Regions from separate parts of the Rattus norvegicus genome. Here region 1 is linked to region 2. Evidence: chromatin contacts called from public Hi-C data. All regions are on one chromosome and are shown on one strand. The core of a region is the stretch at or near the end of the contact, and the rest is flanking DNA. Distances in the headings are between cores, read along the strand shown.

Region 1 (6,750 bases), core at 2,865-5,364, 110 kb before region 2:
CTACCTCTTGCATTCCCACCAACGATACACAAGGATTCTGGTTCCTCCACACTTTGGCCACCGTTATTCTCTGCTCATCCCCTCCTTGTTTGACTATTTCACAACACTCTCCACCTGCCCTACTACACTACCTGGTTGTTTACATTGATCGCTTCCTACTAGCTGCAATGTAAACCCCTGAGGAACCAACTTGCCATACCCCAAGCACCTAGAACACAGTTGGCACATAGCAGGTATTCAAGAAATCTGTTGGGTAAGCAACACAAAACCCTTGAATTGAAACAATTTTAACAGGGTGAAAGTCTGTGAGGTCCATGGATGCCACCAACCGCCTTCAACTCTGACCAGCCTAGGGAACGTCATGGTTTACCAGGTGGTAGCTTCAGGAGTTTATTCAGCTCATCCCTCACCAGCAATGTTCTCAGAACGACAGACACTCTGACAGGAAGAATGACCCATAAAAGCACTGTAATTCATACCATTGACTTCAAGCCTAATCTCATTCATCAAACTTCAACAGCAAAGAAATAAATAAAATAAAAAAAAAGAGCTAACACAACTGCATGCAATTTTAGTTATCAGAGATCTGCGAATGCAAACGCATTATATTTTAAAACATCAAACCAAAAGCAGACAAGACAGGACACTGTCCTTGTGTAGATTCCTTAATTAGAAGTATCCAAGGACAGCTTGACCTAGAAACCTAACTCCAGGCCTGCTTTTATTTTGGTAGATTTTTTTTTGGGGGGGGGGTCTGTTGTTCATATTTGGTATCTGTTGTTTCATTTGGTCTGTTTTTAAAAAAGCTGCTTGTATTAAAAAAAAAAAAGTCAACAGAAACTCCATGAGATCATTATGAGCTAAAAAGCCATGTGAATTTTTCTCAAGTCCATTCCTTGCACACCATTGAATTAGTTCCAGGGCGTCCCACTCTTGCCCCCCACCTCCACAGTCTAGTGCTTTTGCAGCTGAAAACACTTGGAGGGCAAAGTCAATAGATCGTTCTTGTGGCATTAACCTATTTCTCTTCTAAGCCACCCCTCGCCTCATATTCTTCAAGGAAGGCTGGCAAAAGGAGCCATGTTTGAATGGGTGATAGCACCTCGGTGACTTTCATGGGCCTCGATGGAGAGGCCAGAGTGAGTCTTTCGGAACATAAAGAACTTGCCCTGCTCGGATAGAAGGAAATCTTGATGGGATTTTCTGTTTCGAATTGATGTAGTCAAGGAGCAAATTATACGTTCAATGTATACTCATAACATGCATACATCCACATGACTGAAGAAGAAATGGAGAAGAAAAACACTGCATACAACTAGCAACCAGGCAAACCAGAGACCACAGGACAAGCTACCAACATTCCACAGGTTGAACTGAAGCAGTTTAAGATTTCCAATTATTCAGCTAGAGACACACCTGACTCTTTCAACCTGCTCAGGTGCCTTGATGGGAATGACCAAAAGCTACTCCAACTATGAGCCAGGACTAACACTGCACGTAGACACTGGGTTTCCTCTGGTTTTCCTTCTTAACTGTCCTGATTCAAGCTTTCAAAACACACACACACACACACACACACACACACACACACACACACACACACACACACACACAGAGCTTTTCTAACATGAATTCAGCCCAACATTAAATCCTCCTACAAATAACTACATTCTTTTATCCCTGCCAAGGGCTGTATCATTTCCTTCTTACATCAAACTAAATAGCTGGTACATTGTTGGTGAGACATAAATCAGAGTTAAGGCATTAAGAGCAATGGGTTCACTATTTTTCCTAGCATCTCTCTCTCTCTCTCCCCATAAACTTAAGCACAAGTGGTACACATTACTGCCTGGGCTGCCCAGTGACTTCATTCTGAATCTCGGTTTCTTCACCCGTATCTAAGGTCTTCTGTGATATACAGCTTTGCACCTGGCTTGCTCTAACCTAATGGGACAGCCTCATTATTTTTAGGCAAAAGATAGAGAAGAGTCTGTGGACCAGTTAACGGTGTCTGTAGCATACTTCAAAGAGAAGACTGACCCCTCTTTGATCAACACAGACATTAGTCCATAGGAGAACTAGCCTTCCCATCCAAATGTTTCCCACTCCACCAGTACTCCTGAGGACCTTATCAACAGGAAACAAAAGCACTGTGCTACCATAATGAAGTATCTGGCTTTCATTCACTAATTAGAAAAGCCCAAAGATTGTAGCCCAGGGAACAGCTAAATATTTAGGACATTAAAGAAGTTACCAAGGACCAGCTGCCCACAGCTCCCCACTCCTATTAACCTGTTGTTTACTCAATTACCAGACATTTTAGAAGAAAAAACTTGATAGACAAACCTGAAACCATAGGGGCGTCTGTGTACCTACAGAGAGAGGCTTTATTTTCTAGGAATGGGCTGTGATAAATGTCATTATATTGACAGAAACACTGCCCTCAGCCCCTCATCCGGGAACAGGTACCAAAGCAAGAGAAGCACGCTGGGTTCCTTGATATGCAGGTGGCTCCTGTGAAATCCTGGAAGCTACAGTGGTATTCTTTAAGCTCTTACTTCCTGTTAAGTTCTCATTCTTTCAATTTGTCGCTTTCATTTCTTGCAACCCAGCCCACTCTGGTTACGTGGTGAAAGCCCACGACAGAACAGAACCAAGTGACAGTTTGTGAAAGGGAGGAGTATCTCACTTTTGCTTAGGGATCTTGGCAAACGAAAAGTTCTGCATCTTTGGGAGTCTAAATAATGAGGGTGCCTTTCAGGCTGGTAAGGGACCACCCACTTTACAATCTACCGCAATTTACTGCTTGTTGCTGTTGCTTACCCACCACCCCTTTACCCCCATGCTTCGATTCTAAGCAACCTTCAAAAGTAGCTGTCACTGGATCTTTACTCAAGACCATGACCAATTTTGACCACAGTTTCTTTCTCTTCCCTACTCTACCTCTATGTACGTTACAAGCGGAGTTACAAAATGCTTAGGACAAAACAAACAAACAAACAAACAAACATTCTTGACTACAGAACTCAGCTCCCACACTCACCTGACCCAGGTCAGGCACTCTGTAGCCAATGGACTCCCAGCCAAGGATGCAAATCCTTTGTAGTCAGCTCCTAAATATTTACAAAGAAAGAAGACTGAGTATGGGATCTTGCGACGGTCTATCAGAATGTTCCCAAAGACAGGTTTCGACTTTTTTAGTCTCCGTTCGCTTTTCCTGCAGATCCCACTCCCCACCTCCAAATTTAGCAGTCAAGTTGGAGGGATCTCTTGCCCCCAGATAAAAGCAACCCCAGCATGCTTATTTCCCGTCCGGAGCTGACCAGAAAGATCAGGCACGCAGAAACTTCGAATACGATGGGGGGGTGGGGGGAAGAGACTGTGGACGAAAGGAAGTGTTGAGATCCCAAAGCACTTGTTTCCCCGCGTGGAGGCCAAGTATGTGAAACCCGCGTCCTCATTGGGCACGAGCTCCGTCCACACTTCTCTCATCGCTCCCGCCCCTGCTTCCTCCGGTTTTCTTCCTTTTTTTTTAAACCCACGGGGGCCCCCACGCATGCATTATCCTACCAGCCAAGCAGCGCAACAGGGCTAGCTACATTTTTAGAAAGATTATTTCCTTGAGCAAACTCATATGACACCCCCTCAAATACCCCCCCAGGGGGGAAAACTATTTCCTGCAAACACTCCAGCCGTTTCCAACTTGGGGGAATGCCATTTCAGTACGGGGAAGGAGGTTGAAGCCGGTCACTAGAGTCGAGGACATTTGGGGTTACTTAAGCCTGAAAAAAAAAATCAGACCGCCTCCCAAAACTGCTCGCAGGGAAAGAAGCCCCAAAATACACGCCAAGTGCATAAGTGCATGCAAAGCCACCAAGAACTCCCAGTGATCAGGGCAAAAACTTCAGCGCACGGGAGCCAGTGCCAACTCCCCGAGCCCTCTGCCCGGCCCCAGCAGCTACCTTGGTGACCGGGGAGCCACGCCGGTTTGAGGGATCAGGACCAGGACAGGGGTTAGCAGCCGCTGGGCAATCCCATGTCCGCGAAGAGGGAGCTCGTTCCGTTAGGATGGGAGCGGAACACCCACACCTCCTCTCGGCGTGCGCTTTCTCTCTCTCCACCCCCTGCCTCCACCTCCTCCACCACCACCTCCTCCTCCTCTCCTCCCACCCCGGCAGGCTTGAGGAAACGCTTCAGCAGAACATCCACATGGTTACTGCACTTTGAAGCAGCTCCCGGCCGCTTATATAGGCCCGGAAGCTCCCTGGGCAATGTAGTCCGATTCCCAGGTCCTGCCGGCGCCTGGGGCTGCGCAGAAGGACTACAAGTCCCAGAATGCCCTGGGCTCTGGGGCTGGGTTCTAAATAGACTCCCGCGCACTGACCAGGGTCGGGGGAGGGGCGCCGAGCGGGAAGGCTGGGGCTGCGAACCTGTGTCTAAGCAGCGAACTCCCCAGGTTTGGCAAGCCCGATCCACAGGGTGTCCCTTACCCCTGTGAACCCTTCTCTTTTGACTGTCCCTTTTCTAAAGTCAGGTGTCACTAGGGGCCAGAGAGAGAGGAAGAGCTCGGATTACTACTTTGGGAAGTTTTTACAAGCTGTTTACCCACCCCCGCGCGTCCTGTGTCCTGGAGCCAAGAATTTCAGAAATCCGAGGCACAAAAACGCCAGTGTTTTGCGGTCAAGGATTAAAGAAGCAAGTTTGTCTTTATTAAATCTGTTCCAGTTCTTTATTGGATCCTGCTAGTGTCTGCATGAAAAGTCTGGCAATGAGGTGGTCCCTGCTATCGAGGATGCGGGGTAATCGTGTGAAAGCCCTTTTCTGAATCCGAGCTGTGTCTGTCTTTCGTCGCCCGGTGGGAGGTAAAAGGAACGCAACCCTTTCGAGTGAGCAAATAAAGGAACCATGTTGTGACTTGGCTGATGTTGTGATCGCGAAGCAGGAAAGAAATACAAACCGCGACCTGGTCCTGACCCCGCTTCTAGGACCCCTTTGCTCCTGGAATCTGTAAATGCTCAAGTAAATAAACCGCAAACCAGAAAAATAAGGGCTTCAGAGAAAGCGGCTATACTAAGATGTGTGCGTCCAGGCGAGGTGTGCTGCAAGTCTTCAACCCAAGCCTCTGGGCTGAAATGGGTTTCAACACACCACAAATAAGTGTAGGCTCCAGCCTGCAAAGTGCTTAGAACTTTGGCTTTTGAAAGAAGAGTTTGAATCGCAGGCAAAGTTATCCCACTGTCTCCCTCCGCATCCCACCTCCCACCCCCCACCCCGCCCAAACCAGACTGCAAGTATTCATTCCACAAACGTTCCCCGGTGTCATCTGGGTGCCAGGCCAGGCATGGTGCCAGGATATGAGAGTGCGCCAAAGTATATCATAACATCCTAAATGGGGTCTGTCTGCTACCGCTAAAGACCTACTAACAGCAGTCCTTGTTATGAAAACAAATGGTTCTACAGAGCTCAGCCCATGTCCTCTTTCTGTACATCATGCTATTGTGTTTTACCGATTCTGGGTTTGTTATCTCTGCGCAGTAGAAACCAGGTTAACTTCCGGTCTCCATTGCAACTCCAACCTGTACCTATACCGAGGACTTGCCCTTCAGGACCTCCATCACCCCTTCCTTAAAGGACCCCCTCCTTCCATTTCAGGAGCAGCCTATAAGCCCTTCGGCAAACCACTGTCATCTCTGTACCCCAGTTTTGCCATCTAGAGAGGGATTTGATACTCATTAGGATACGCCTGTTCTTTTTTCCTTTGCATGATTCAACAGCCTTGCCTAAAGTCTCGTGAAACTTTAAGAACAATAGAGGGCAAAAGAGCTAAGAATTATTGGCATATTTGGTGCTCAAACTAACAATTATGGACATTTCATGGGTGTGTGTTGTGTCCCAGGCATTGTTTCTAAGCTCTCTAAGTAGATCATTTCATCAATAGCCCATGGGAAGCTAAAGCATGCAGGGTTATTTCCAAAAGGCACCGATGGCAATCTTGGGAGTCTAGTGTCTGATGCTTCAAGCTGCCTGCCCTCCTTTGTCCTCAGGAAAATCCCCACCTTGCTACAACAGAGGAATCCACACCTTTCATATCTGTTGTTTCTCCTGTCCCAGATAAAAACAAACAGTTCCCACTTTCCAAGGCCCTTTAACTAACTTTCAAGCAATTTCAACAAATCAGCCCACGATGATATAACTGGGGAAGGAGGAGGGGGATTGCTTCATGATCTTCTAATGTGCATTTCCAAAAGAATACTTGGTCATAGTTGAGAGGTACAGGTAGCTCATTTTCATCCTCACCACAGTGTAAACATAAGCCCTTTGTCTAGTTTATCCATGGTCTTCCCTGCCCAATGGCAAGTTTCAGTGAGATCAGGTCTTACATTTGTAAACTCTAGTCCTCTTGACTCAAAGAGGCTTACTCTTCTCTCTGCACATTTTTGTAGATCTGGAAAGAAAGTTTCCTGCAACCTTGTAATGGAAGGTGTGTTGAGCATACAGAAGGCAACAGAGGCATATCTTTCTGAGCAGTTGAGCCTTTTAGCGGCCAAGGTCAGTTTTCTTTGTCAGGTGTGCAGATAGTGCTGCTCAACATCTGGCAAGTTCTGGAAGCTGCCAGATCACAACAAAGTACTTTTGCTAATTCTACTACGGCCCAAAGTGATTGTTTGTGACGGACAGTTGATGTGTGGCGATGCTAACAGTGATGAATGCTAGAACGAGTGGCTTACACTCCTTTATGAGCCAGCAAAA
Region 2 (6,788 bases), core at 2,546-5,045:
AAAAATAACAAACAAACAAGGCTTCTGTCGGAAATAAGGTTTTTATTTTTAACGTCACCATCACTCCTATGCAGTTTTTGTTTTTACTTATTAGCGCACACCTGTGTGAGAGTGCGCATACCACCTGTATGTGTTTTACAGCATTACATTATAGCGCATATATTTTGGTCTCTTTCCCTGTTAATTAATGTTATGAATCATAAACATTCTTGAGTGGTTTTGGGCAGTCCTTCGAACTTCATTTTTAGGCATGTTCAAGGATTTAAGAACCACATATGTAGGTTACTACAACATACTCTCCTAATATTACAGACTGACATGTGAGAAGGCAGGCTGTAACAGTAACAGCTTTGTATTCCCGTACCGTAAATGTCCTCCGCGTATGTGACTTGCTTGTCTTGTCCTTGGACCTTCCTGCTGAGGCTGGGGCTTGGGTTGAGGTACATCATGGCGGCAGAAGCATGTGGAAGAGGAGGCTGCTTACATTATGGAGGACAGGAAGCAGAAAGAGATGAGACCCCAGGTATAACCTTTGCAGAAACACCCCTTCTGACCTAATTCCTCAGCTAAGTCCTACCTTCAAAAATTTCTGCAATTTTTCACAAATAGAGCTACCAGCTGTGAGGTTAGTAGTTCAACACTTGTGCCTGGGATTCAGACTGAAGGGCTTTATCTCTGACAAAACCACATGTATACACACACAAACACATACATATAAGCATGCACACAGACATACACAGGCACATAGACACACACATACACACACACACATACACACACACACATCGCACATAGAGGCAGATTACTTAGGAAACTCTCACAGCAGCACTTGTAAAAATAGGCGTCTTCAGGAAACCAGGACTCTTCAGTCTCTTGTCCCTTTACCCCCTGACATCTCTCTCCCTTTAGGATGTGAGACCTTAAAGACTTGTGCTTCTAGTGGAGACCATTTCCATCAAAAGTCAAACTTGGATCCGGAGACTGGACTCCTCCTCAGTTGTTTATGAAGCAGTGTCCTTATAGTTTCTTAGCTGCATTTTCTGCTCCCAGGAGAGCTTAACATAGTAGGGAACATAACAGTTTCCTAAGCTTCTAACTAAACCACTCATTGCATTAAGGAAGGGCACTTCCAAAGGACTTTTAGTTGTTTTATTTTTATTTTCTGAAGGCCTTCCTAAATTGATTGATAAGGTTTTTCTCTTGTATTGAAAGGAAGTTCATGCCTGCTTATTTCAGATTTTATTGCAACTCCTACAGAGCCCAATTCAACTTCCCACCCTATACTTCTGCTTTTTGATCACTTGGTCATGTTTGCATTAAATAAATACTGGGGCAGACAGATTGTCTGGGGGAGCAGTTCCAGCATGGAAAACTAGTTTGTTTATCTATTTTCCCCTTCAGTCGCCCTTATTTTGGGTTGCTTTCTAACAGTTTTTGTCCCTTGTCTCCACTGATGCGTAGAAGGATTTTGGGGTGTGTTTTTCAGTCAGTTTTGGCCACGAATTCCTGATAATGATGCTTTATTTTAAGGGTGTGTTGTATATACTTGTTGAGTGGGAAGGGGGCATTTCATCTTTCCCAAGGCCTTAGAAAACATGATTAGAAGGGAACCAGAGGTGTTGGGAGATGAGGGTGGCAACCAAGAGTGACACTTCCTTCTTGTAGCATATTGAATTGCAAATTGGTTGCAAACTCACAGGCGAAGCCTATAATTTAAAATGGAGCACAACTCAGTAGCAATGCAGATTTCTTTTTTCCCCTCCAGGCTCCCACTTCTCTTGGATAAAACATTTCAGTTGTCCATTGCTCTTCAGGAAAAAAAAATGTGAAATAAAAGGTACTATTTCTTTCAAGAGGTGTTGATTAGGGCATGGGTGTGGTGAAATGGTGGGTTCAAAATAGCGTCAGAGTGGCCGCTTCTGTTTCCGTGGCCTCCCTGATAACTGAATGCTGACGTAAAATATTTTCTCCAATCATGGGAATCCCAGTGTTCTCACTCTCTGGTGATCAGCTTTACTAAAGAAATCATCTTTATCTTCAGTTCTCCAGTTGCACTTAGAAATTTTTCCATGCAGTTAAATCTATAGCTGATGTAGGACAGGGGATATTTTGGAAACAATCATCGTTTGCTTTCTGTTCCAAAATGGCAGGAATTTTATGAGGCACTGTAGAGGGATTCTTATTTAATTTTTTTTATTTTGAAATTATGTTATATGTAGATGTTTCCTTCTTCCTCCTTTCCGTGGGCCTTTATCTTAACACAGAAGGACTCACCTATAGGCTAGCTATCCGGAAAAGGAAGTATAGTGGGAGTAGGAGTGGGGGAGGCACCCAAAACAATAGCAAACCCAAAATGTCACAGGTGGAGCAGACTTTGTGTAAGTGAGGTCCATTCTAAAGAGGGTGAAAGATCATTCTGGAACTGCTAAATTGTACAGTGCTAGGGAAGAAGTCGATATTTGCATTTAAAATAACATTTCTTATTACGTTTTATGCTTGTGTGTGTTTATGTGCCACAACACACATGGAGGTCATGTGTGGGAATCTTCTGCTGTGTGTCCTGGTGCTCAAACTCAGGTAGTAATGGTTGGCAGCAAGCACCTGTACCTGCTGATACCTTCGCTTCCCGCCTGATGCGTGGCCTAAGATGACCTACAATTCTATATCCTCTGGCCCTGAGTCCTAAGGTTATAGGTCTGTGCCATGCTCTTGCAGAGGATCTGTGTTTGGTTCCTGGCACTGGCATGGCCGCTCACAGTCACCTGTAACTCCAGTTCCAGAGGATCTGACATCTTCTGGTACCTGTGGAGGCTAGGCATTCTTGTGATGCAGACACACAGGAAGGTAAAACTCTACACATTACAAAACCAAGTAAATCTAAAAAATGGTTAAAATGCACACAGTGAAAAATTTACTTGATGGAGTGCAGTATACATGGGAGGAAGAATGATCCTGCAGAAGTACACAAGGAGTGTGTATGAGAGAAAGGAGCTGCAGCTTCCTAGGGACCTCATTTTACCCAGAAGTCCCTTGGAAAGTTCCATAACTCCATCCCCACCCCATCACGCCTAGGGTGATTTCCCAGAATTGTGTGATTGCTAGGCACACTGACAACACATTTTCATTCCCTTCAGCCCTCATCACTAAGTTTTCCGGCTAATACCAGGTAGGGCCACAAATGTCAGGTTCCTGACTGATGGCTTCATTTTTATTGGTTGAAACTTGCTTCTTGCAATACAAAGTCCTCAGAACAGACGTTAGTTCCACAGGTTTGTCAGAATCTGGCCTTTGGTGTTCTCATGCTTAAAACACCATGGAAATTATTAACTCTGAGAGCCTGGGATGAAACCTTGGCAGCTAGCCAGAGCTCCTTTCCCCCACTGTTTAGAGCATCAGAGCCAGAGTTTAATTAATTTTTTTGATTAAGCAAAATCATTACAGATGATATTTAGGTAGGCTATGAAGTAAGAAATGCTGGATTTTGAAACTTGCCCTACTTGAGTTCAGAAAGTCCAAGGGATTAACAGCAAGGGATAGAAATGGCCACCTTCAGATTCTAACCTGTCCCCAAATGGTCATTGACCCCAAAGCCTTCATCACGAGAAGGCTGGTTCATTGGGTCTTTGGAATTTCAGAATAATTGAAGGTCAGATAGAATTGCTCTCCTGGCCTGAATCTAGACCCTGCTTGACAAACTGTGCTTTATCTGCTGAGGGGAATGGAAGCTATCAGTGTGACTTCTAGCATGTCAGTTTGGCATCTCGGCAAAGTGCTATTCGAAGCTCAGAATCAACCTAGGAGAAAAGTGAAACCAGTTAAACGGCTGCCAGAGGAAGAGAGATGAGGCCGTCCTCAGGAGCTGATAAGGTTTGCCTGCATTTTGTTCATGCCTGATGTTTGTTTTCTCAGTCTACAAGTCTGTTTCCTTTAAACACTTGCCAAATAAAATCTTATCTATCTTTAAGTGACACAGGAAAATTTGTCTTGAGTCTCTATCCTTCAGTAATTGTCTTCAGCATCATGTTGAAGGAGTTCATTGGGGGTCATGTCCCTCTGTTCCTATCTACTTCCCTGAGCCACCTTTAGGCAGGTAACATTCCTTAAGGTAAAATATATTTGGTGATAATGCCTACCTATGGGAATTATGGAGAGGGAGTGTCAAGCTCATCATGGTTTCCTAGGTCCTCAGTTCTGTTATGAATGTGTTATTAAAAGCAGAGGAGGGGCTCAGTAAGTAAGGTCACTTGCTGCCAAGCATGATGACCGAAGTTTGACTGGGGATCCATATTGTGGAAGAAGGGAACTGACTCCTGCAAAGTGTTTTCTGACTTCCACAGGTATGCTGTGGCCTATGTGTGCTCATACATGTATACTACACACACACACAAACACACACTCCCTCCACATACACACACATTAAAAAATAAAGCAGAGGAAGAGATAGATACCATCAGGTAGGACTGGTCAGCTATAGTTATATTTATAGACGAAGAGAAAAATGAACTAAGGCTACATGAAAATGCGACTCAGATCCCCATTAATTAACAACTTGTATTCCAGACCTCTGACTTTGCAAATATCCCTTCTGTACTACATGGTCTGTCTGCTCCACAAAGTGTATATACGAAAGGAAAGTTGCATCTGGTCTTTGCTGTTGTCTGTAATTCCGAAGCTCATCCTATTTAACCTACCTCACGATCAAAGTGCCTCTTGGGAGGCTGGCCTTGTAATTCACCGGCAGAGTGCTAACCTGGCATGTCCAAGGCCCTTAGTTTGCTCCTCAGCATCTCAATTAAAAGAGAAGTTACTCATGAGCATAGCAATTTAGCAAAGAGCAGAAAAGGGAAGGCAGCGCGCTGGTTGGCGAGATCTTGGTCAGCCGGTGAAACTTTCTGTGAGCTGATTTGATTTTGGTTTAGTTCAGGATCATGATTTAAACTCATCCTTTTCTCTGTGATTACAGGTCCAGGATCTCCGTTCTAACTTCATCAACTCCCACATTTAAAGATTAAGATGATTTCCAAGGGAACAATTAGGGGTTGGCAGAAAGGACTCACAGGGTACAGTTCTTTCTAGCTCAGCATGTACTGTGGGGCTCTGAGGATCTCCAGCATCATCGGGGGTCAGTGAGTCAGCACTGTTTCCAGCATTATTAAATTATTATTATTATTATTATTATTATTATTAATTCCTAGTATCACATGAATGTACTGTAGAATTTTCGAGAGACTTCGTGTTATATAACTTCTTTTGAGTACTCTGTCATGTCTAGGAGTGAGAACTTTGAGAGTGAATTATCTAGGAGAAAAGCAAGGTCCCAGAGTAACTAACTGTCTTTGTCTTTGAAGAGCATGGCCCTCCCTTCTCCAGCCCCTCTGAGGACAACCTGCAAGAACTGAGCTCAGATTACTCTAAGAATGGTTTAAATTGCCATGGGATGTCATGTTTTCCACATAGCCTTTGAAAAATACTTTGGTGTGTGGACAAGTCTAATGGCTGGGAATCAGTCTAATGTCAGACTTCGATAGTGTTCCCCATGTATTCGTGCATGTCAAACGAGAATCCTCAATATGGAAGCCTTCATTCGAGGGGACAGTGGTCTGGGACCTTGTGTGTCCTTTATGTCTTCTCTTTAGGAGATGGCTGTATTACAAAGCCAGTGAGAGGGGCCAGGCCATTGCTGTCTGAAGCACCCACTTTGTTCGTCCCTGCTGAGGTTTGACTTCTCGGTGCTCTGGCTTGTGATTACTCCACCTCCTCAAGTTTGCTTCCCAGCCAGCAATTTCAGGCGCTTCCTAGGTGCTCAGCATTGTACTGAGTGCTTAATGCCCATGATCTAGTTTGATCTGGAGCACAGTGGTGGGAGGAACTAGTTGTTTTGGGTCATTATTCCCAAGAGGCATAAAAGAAACTGTAAGTGTCTGCAAGGCACCCTGGGGCGGCTGTGGGATGAGGTAGGATCAGGGCTTTATTGTTTTTTGTCGCTACTGTAGTATTGGATCTGTGATTTTATTGTGCATTTGGTGACAGGAATTATGGATGGAGTCTGAGAGATTTTTGAGGTCAAGCATAAGCCCTAAAGGGAGAAACAGCCAGGTGGGAGGTGGGTGAATGGATTTGTGGTTGAGAACATGAGCTTCTGGCTGTCCAATTCAATAATTTTAATCTGGTCCCACCACTTGTTAGATCTGACTTTTGACTGAGCTCACCAGCCCATTTAAGGTTTGAAAATTAAGTGAATGTATTTGTAGCCGACATAGAAGCCAGGCAGGGCTGTTAAAGTAGTGCAGGGTGATTTATGCAAAGACCCTTGACTTGCCTTAAGTCCAGTCCCAACTCAGAATATCTCTGCTTTGCCTCATCTCAGTTCCTCCAATGGGTTAATGAGACATCCAAGTTTAAGACCACGGCATTTTTGGAAAGACACAGTTTTGCGCCCATCTTTCCCCTTCCTGCCGAATTTACCACTTAGGTTTTATTTATTTATTTATTTATTTATTTATTTATTTATTTATTTATTTATTTATTTTACAAATGATTAGATGACTCTCAAGAAAGACGTGAATTTGTCTTAGAGGTGAAGTAGAAGAAGGGTGGCTATACGGGAAAGGGTCATCTTGCTGGAAGTAAGGCGACCACCGAATACATTGTCAGCTCATCTGTGCCAGGCTCAAGTGTATAAAATGAATGAAGTGAAGAGAGGAACCTGAGATCCATTCAGAACAAGGGGAAGAACAATGTGTTCACCGTGCTTACTCAGTCAAAGTCTGCAGAAGTGTATGATTAAG

The links. A called contact is a pair of places that touch in the nucleus more often than the background predicts.
Region 1: a Hi-C map of kidney shows a contact between it and region 2, with 3 times the contacts expected there. The contact joins the promoter of Itpr1 here to the enhancer-like site in region 2. A contact is called at or near these places in 6 of 12 Hi-C or Micro-C datasets (the A7r5 cell line, the Rat2 cell line, Schwann cells and 2 more).

What each region holds. Positions count from the first base shown.
Region 1 is chr4:142,740,804-142,747,553 of GRCr8, reverse strand. It overlaps Itpr1 (inositol 1,4,5-trisphosphate receptor, type 1), which reads right to left and starts at 4,114. Exons shown (of 62, transcript NM_001007235.2): 1 at 3,963-4,114; 2 at 3,044-3,113.
Region 2 is chr4:142,627,113-142,633,900 of GRCr8, reverse strand. No RefSeq gene overlaps it. Among named protein-coding and RNA genes, the nearest start is that of Setmar, 28 kb to the right of the region's middle. Within about 2 kb of position 3,795, at least 3 of the 93 cell types and tissues checked have an H3K27ac peak or open chromatin away from gene starts, as enhancers often do. A contact at or near this core is called in kidney, where this site is marked.